2 separate regions of the Triticum aestivum genome follow, and region 2 is linked to region 1. Evidence: chromatin contacts called from public Hi-C data. All regions are on one chromosome and are shown on one strand. The core of a region is the stretch at or near the end of the contact, and the rest is flanking DNA. Distances in the headings are between cores, read along the strand shown. Region 1 has its middle 12 kb from the start of LOC123100462. Region 2 holds the start of LOC123098858 (trans-cinnamate:CoA ligase, peroxisomal).

The links. A called contact is a pair of places that touch in the nucleus more often than the background predicts.
Region 2: a Hi-C map of leaf shows a contact between it and region 1, with 10 times the contacts expected there. The contact joins the promoter of LOC123098858 here to the enhancer-like site in region 1. A contact is called at or near these places in 3 of 5 Hi-C or Micro-C datasets (leaf and root).

What each region holds. Positions count from the first base shown.
Region 1 is chr4D:483,980,139-483,983,777 of IWGSC CS RefSeq v2.1, forward strand. No RefSeq gene overlaps it. Among protein-coding and RNA genes, the nearest start is that of LOC123100462, 12 kb to the left of the region's middle. Within about 2 kb of position 1,758, at least 1 of the 8 cell types and tissues checked has an H3K27ac peak or open chromatin away from gene starts, as enhancers often do. A contact at or near this core is called in leaf, where this site is marked.
Region 2 is chr4D:484,081,409-484,085,047 of IWGSC CS RefSeq v2.1, forward strand. It overlaps LOC123098858 (trans-cinnamate:CoA ligase, peroxisomal), which reads left to right and starts at 1,862. Exons shown (of 1, transcript XM_044520936.1): 1 at 1,862-3,639. The coding sequence starts at 2,105.

The sequences.
Region 1 (3,639 bases), core at 508-3,007:
AACCTAGCCAAACATGGCGCCGGGTGGGAAGAGAACTCGGCGCTTTGGCAAACATATGACCCTCTCCACTATGTTGATGTCCTTCATGAGTGGAAAGCACATCTCAAAACATGTTCCTTTGGTCTTTGATCTCTCGCAGAGTTGTGACATATCAACAAGGCGCTCTAGAATCAATGTTTCTCACCACTTCGATGCGACATAGATGAAATCCAAGTGAAGATCCAGGGCCAGAGCGGGTGCTTCAATGCACGCTCGTGCTTCAAGGGATGTCGGGTCAACAACCCCTCCACCACGGGCAGTGGAGGCGCCCATATACGCGGGATCCTATTTGGCGCCCGCAAGTGTCAAAGGACGAGCCTTCGCTAAAGAGAGTCACCACTTGGGCCGGCCCACGTGCGGATTTGGTTCACTGTTGTTTCCTTGTTTCTTGTAGTGTTTTATTTCATTTTTCTTTTATGTTGTTTTGCTCCTAGTTTTTTTAGCCTTTTAGGCGATTTTCAGTTGTTTTGTTCCATTTTTTCATTCTTTTGATTTGGTTCCTTTTTTTTCCCTTTCATCTTGTTTCTTTTACCTTCCTTTTTTATTTTCTGTTTATGTTCTTCTTCTCTTTATTGCGTATTATATAAAAAGTTCACACGGTATTACAAAAATCTTCATCGTATTAAGAAAATGTTCATTGTATATTATGAAATAGTTCACCTTACATTATAAAAATGTTCATCATGTATTATTAAATTGTTCAACATATATTAGAAAATGCTTGTTGTGTATTTAAATTTTGTTCATCGTTTATTAATAAATTGTTCATCGTTTACTATAAAATGTTCATTTGTGTATTTGAAATTTGTTCAGTATTTTTTTACAAAAAAATTACTCTATTTGAAAATTTGTTCAATGTATTTTATAAAAACATTGAATGTCTTTTTAAGGATTTGCCGCTGTCCTTTCTACTTTAAGCTTAACACTGCATTTATACCGTTCAAGGTCGTTAGCCGGGCTAGCCTCGCTAGAATCCAACATGAGGTCGGTGGTTCGATCCCACGCAGGCACTTCTATTTTATGGAATTTTTGCTTGCCTCGTGATAATTGCGCTCGCCCGTGTGAGCATTGATTATGCGAAGCTGCGATAATCGGACGCACACAGGCAGCGTATAGGAGCTCTGCCCATATACTGGCCATTCTCCTCCGAAGTCAAGGAAAAAATATGCTATGGGCGAGAGCAACTAATCGAGGAGGAGCGCTCCTTCAGAAGCCTCCCAACGATCACTTGTGGGTGGGCTAGACGCGTTCTCAGCCACCGCCATGTGTCGCACTCTGGGAGCTCCCTCTGGATTTTATTTTTTATTTTTCTTCACGTGTTTTCGGATTTTTAGAAGTGACGCACATGCAGTGTGCCACTTGTCGCAACCTGAGAATGTGGAAGTGATCTTTGAAAGGAGTGTTTCGGCTATGGGTTCCTTTCTCTTCTTTTTCTTCTCCATCGGCAGAACAAAACTGTATAGAATGGTGTAAATCAACCAGGCATATCAGCTCGTGGGCCATGCACTCTTGTTTTGGGTTCCAATTGACAGACCAAAGTGGGCCTTCCAAATGCAGCCCATGACGCCGAGCTGCTGTCGCCTCATGCGACGGCGACCGGGGAGTTTGGAAGGACACCGGAAGCGACGGCGACGGCGACCGTAACCACGCAAGTAGGTACGCGCCGGGCGGACCTGGAAGAACAACGGACCGGACTAGCACTGTACGAGGAGACGAGTAGACTGTTGACCATCTTGAGCGCAAGTATACATCATGTGTTGCGGACCTGCGACGATGCATACAACTCACGACCGTCGTTGGCCTATAGCCTACATATGTACGTACGCCTCACGGGTCACGGCCTCGTTGTGGTGTGTGAACACCGGCGACCGTTTGGTCGGTTTATTTCTACGTTGATGTAGATTGATGGAAAGGTTTGCGTTCCCCGGCTAACTAGCTTCACGTGATCCATGGGCATTCTGCATGCTCGCCACTCAGTTGAATATCCGGCCGCGTAGTTAAAGGCATCTCCAAGGGTGTGTCAAAAAAAATAAAAATTCTCCGACTTATGTCTGCGGACATGTTCGAATATGTCCTCGGAAAGCAGAGGGTGAGCTTCATTTGTCCTCTCGGCAATCCCCATTTCTCCTTCCTTCATGCAATGCGCATATGCATAGGACGTAGATCACACACAAAGACATAGCTCAAATGACATATGAAGTAGGACATAGTTCATGCAACATATGTCATAATTCATATATCAAGATACATAAAGAGCAAATACCCCCTTCGCTCCATATTAGCAATTAATATGGATCAAAGAGGGTATATGTTTTTATAAGTGGGCTATACTATAAGGCATGAACAATTAAAAATATTCTCTTAAGCTTGTGGTCCGACCACCACACGTACAAAATATTTCCATGGTATTAGCACATATGCCAGCAAGGCTCGAAAGGGACAAAAAGTTAAGACATATCACAGTAACATCTTTCATCGACATCACATCAGCATACCATTGTTGCAATATTTTCTAGCGGACGCAGCACGTTTTCGACAGCAGATCGCTTGATCTAGCCATAAAAGTTAGACATAAAATGGCCATTGTTGCATGCCTTGTTAAACAAACCGGCTCGTTCTCTATCTCTCATGTTCACTCGCTCGACCGCGACTCTGAGCTCCTCAAAACACAACAGCCGCAGCCGCCTTGCCCGCTTTTGTGAGAATAGTGATGATCATCGCTAACATATTTCTTGCAAAATGTAACCATGCCATCCCGACATGCCATTATGCATGTAAAAGGGCCACCATAACATGCAACATGCATGCTATGCACATTCAAGATTTATTCTACGACTATAATAATCAAATATAAATTGTTAAACAAAATCAAATATAATACTTTTATTCCAGTTTTAGCTGTTACATTATTAATTCAAAAAAAAATTGAAACGTGGGGCAAAAGATTTGCCCCTTTTCATTAATTAGGAGAGGGAAAAGGTCTTTCAAAGTTGCAGAGGACAAGAAAATAAAAGCCCCAAGCATGGGGTGCATATCACATCCGCACTACCCTCCCGGTGGCCCAAATGTTTCGCCCCCGCGGTCGCCCAAAGAATCGCCGCTTTTTGGATGGTGCGAAGAAGGATGGTTGGAGGAGCAAAGTTGCGTCGAAAAACCCTTGCGTTCCTTTCGTCCCAGATCGACTTGCATACTAGCATAGTGAGGGAAGACATCGCCCTTCCGTGGATCCTCTGGGTGGCGACCATGTCGAACCACCAGTCCTTGATACTCCTATAGTTCGCCCAGACTGCAACGTCCAAGCTGACAAGCTGAAGCCAGTCCTTCACCAAGCCCCATAGCCTCAGCGTGTAGCGGCAGCCAAAGAAGAGGTGCTCGACAGTTTCTAGGCCCCTGCGGCAAAGAGGACAAGGGCCACAGTTTGGCCACCCCCGCTTGGCCAACCGGTCAGCTGTCCAAATCCTGTTTTGTAGAGCAAGCCACGCGAGGAATTTGACGTTCGGGGGCCCCCAGGTCTTCCAAACAACCTTGCACATGTTTGTGCGAGTGATAGATAGAAATTGCGCATTGTACGCAGAGGAAGCAGTGTATTCTCCTGAGACC
Region 2 (3,639 bases), core at 612-3,111, 100 kb after region 1:
CAGTCTCAAAGATTTATAGTACGTAATTCCCAAGTATAAGCAAACTTTGCTGACATGAAAAAAATTATTATAATAAAGAAAAACTTGAGGTCGCATTTGTAGTGGTACGTGTCGTGTGCCTGTTTTGGAACCCCACGTAGATTAGGCGAGTCAACATTTTTCTTTTCTATATGGGGGAACTTCCGCCAAATTGAAGGTAAGCTTCCTCGGTTTTTACTGCTGTATTCCAAGATAGTGGAGGGTTAAATAACCGAGGAAATACCTAGTCCGATTAGACTTGGTTGCTATCCACTTTGTAAGAGGGGAAAAGTATTATTACGTCGGTCTCACAAAGACTAATCAACTTTCGTGATGATTTGCTGATCAGTCTCTTGTGAGTCCTCAGAAAGAGGGTCCGTATACGTGCGTTTATAGAAGTAAGTGTATTCGTAATGATAAACGTATACACATGTACTGTGTAAAACAAAAACTCTTCGCACCTTAGTGCACCGGGGCCCACCTGGATCTCGCATACTTTCGCTGTGAGAAAGTGTATGTCCTAAAAGAGCTTAACTAATCTAAAAATAAATAAGAAGAGCTTAAGGGCATCTTCAACGCGGCCCGCAAATTTTCTCTCACATTCGTCCGCGGACACGTATGCAGGAGGTTGTTCCTTTTTTTTTGAAAGTCCACACATTCAAATAGCCGCATACATAGAGTACAAACGTTTAAATAGCTGCATGCATAGAGTACAGACGTTCAAATAGCCACATGCATTAGTAGTTCAAATTTTAAAAAGCTCAAATATTACATTCCAACGTTGTTGTCCCTTTTAACCGCCCACAGATGCTCAATCAGATTTTCCTTCAGTTGCTCGTGAGTTGCTCAATGCCAAATTTGTTGATGCATGTGAATAAACTCTTCAAATGTGGTCGGATTCTGGTCTGGAAGTTCTGTTGGATAAGCCATGTTTTCAAATTCTAGAGCTGCGGCAGCATCCTCATCCTCATTCTCGACGATCATGTTTTGCTTGATCACACAACGTGTCATCACCTCCCACAAGATCTCCAAATCCCATTGTTTGAAAGAAGGGACAACTTTTTTAGCTCGGCAAATCATCGAACAATTGCCGAGCGTGGTGAGTCTAGCAGTAGTGGATGGTACCTGGCAGAGCCGTCGGAGGAGAGGGGTTGAACGGCGACTGAGGGGAAGTGGGGTGGAGCCCGGCTAGAACGCTGGAGCTGACGGAGACGTAGCGTTTCGACAGGGGTATGGCGTGACAGCGGGGGTGGTGGAGCAGTGGCAAAAGCAAGAGAGAAAGAAGGACAAAAAATAAGGTGGATGGAAGCGCGAGTCCGGTAATGGTTTTGAGAGGGCAGGAGTGTCGGAGGCGTACGTGGCTGCTGTCCGGACTCCGGTTAAGTCTCTCACGTTTGTCTCCATTTTGTCGAAAAAAATATGTCTAGACTGGTCGGCGGATCGATACGGACCCCCACTGCATGGCAAACCGTGTTCGGGCCGTATGATGCGAACTTATGGAGGTGGTACGAGGGTCGGCGTTGGAGATGCCCTAATAACCACAGGAGTGCTACGTCACCTGATCCATCGTGCCGCCACCAGCCAGCCCGGTGTGCCGCACCGCATCGACCGGTCACTACTCCCTGCCCACTAGCATGAACAGTCCGGTCACCGGTGGCCTGGCGTCTGGCGTTCCGGCCCGGGAAAACGAAGCTCCCAATACCTGCCCGGCCGAGCGAGACGTGCGCGCGTGTGAAATATCGTGGCTCGCTCGTCAAAGCTGTGGTCAAGCGCCCGTGTCTTCACTTCATTTTCCCCGCAAACCCCGACCCCGACCCCAACAATTTCCCTTTCTTTTCTCCCCGGACCGCGTGCCCCCGCCCTGCCTCTGCCTCTGCACCACCCCCAAACGCAAATCACATTTGCTCCAACCACTATATAAACAGCGGCAGCCCTCCACTGTCCGAATCACTCCCTCCCCCACACCGCCTACTGCTCCAGCCCACAAGGCCACTGCTGTCTGCTGCCACTAGCCAGCACCCATACGGAGCCGGCAGCCCGACACCCCTACCCGTTTCAGGACACAGCCGTTTTCGCCGCGGAGGACATGGACCAGCTCCCCAAGCTCGCGGCCAACTACGCGCCCCTCAGCCCGGTGGGCTTCCTGCCGCGCGCCAATGCCGTCTACGGCGACCGCGCCTCCCTCGTCTACGGCCGGGTGCGCTTCACCTGGAGCCAGACCCACGAGCGCTGCCGCCGCCTCGCCTCCTCCCTGCTCCTCACCCTCGGCGTCCGCAAGAACGACGTGGTCTCCGTGCTCGCGCCCAACGTGCCCGCCCTCTACGAGATGCACTTCGCGGTGCCCATGGCCGGCGCCGTGCTCAACACCGTCAACACCCGCCTCGACGCCGCCGCCGTCGCCGCCATCCTGCGCCACGCCGAGGCCAAGCTCTTCTTCGTCGACTACGACTACGTGCGCCTCGCCAGCGACGCGCTCCAGCTGCTCGCCGCTGCCGGCGCGCCCGTCCCGCTCGTCGCCGTCATCGACGACCTCGACCGCCCCACCGGCGTCCGCCTCGGCGAGCTCGAGTACGAGGCGCTTGTCGCGCACGGTGACCCCACGGTGGAGCTCCCGCAGCTCCAGGACGAGTGGGACGCGGTCACGCTCAACTATACGTCCGGCACCACGTCCGCCCCCAAGGGCGTGGTCTACAGCCACCGCGGCGCGTACCTGAGCACCACCAGTTTGCTCATGTCCTGGGAGGTCGGCACCGAGCCGGTCTACCTCTGGACGCTCCCCATGTTCCACTGCAACGGCTGGACCTTCACCTGGGGTATGGCGGCCCGCGGCGGCGTCAACGTCTGCATCCGCGAGAACCGCCCCGCCGAGGTCTACCGCGCCATCGCCCGCTACGGCGTCACCCACATGTGCTGCGCGCCGGTCGTCTTCAACATCCTCCTCGAGGGTGGCGACGCCACCGCGCGGCTCGCGAAGCCCGTCAACGTCCTCACCGGCGGCGCCCCGCCGCCGGCCGCGCTGCTGGAGCGCGTCGAGAAAATCGGCTTCAACGTAACGCACGCCTACGGGCTCACCGAGGCCACGGGCCCCGCGCTGGCGTGCGAGTGGCGCGCCCAGTGGGACAACCTGCCCATCTCGGAGCGCGCGCGCCTCAAGGCCCGGCAGGGCGTCAGCGTCCTGTCACTCGCCGACGCCGACGTCGTCACCGACGACGACGCGATGGCCAGGGTGCCGCGCGACGGGAAGACGCTGGGCGAGATCGTGCTCCGAGGCAGCAGCATCATGAAGGGGTACCTCAACAACCCGGAGGCGAACGCGCAGGCGTTCAGGGGCGGGTGGTTCATGACGGGCGACGTCGGCGTGGTGCACCCGGACGGGTACATCGAGATCAAGGACAGGTCCAAGGACGTGATCATCTCCGGCGGCGAGAACATCTGCAGCAAGGAGGTGGAGGAGGCGCTGTTCCGGCACCCGGCCGTGGCCGACGCTGCGGTGGTCGCGATGCCGCACGCGCACTGGGGCGAGACGCCGTGCGCGTTCGTGGTGGCCAAGGACAAGGCGGCCGGGGTCTGCGAGGACGACGTGATGGCCTTCTGCCGCAAGCGCATGTCGCGCTTCATGGT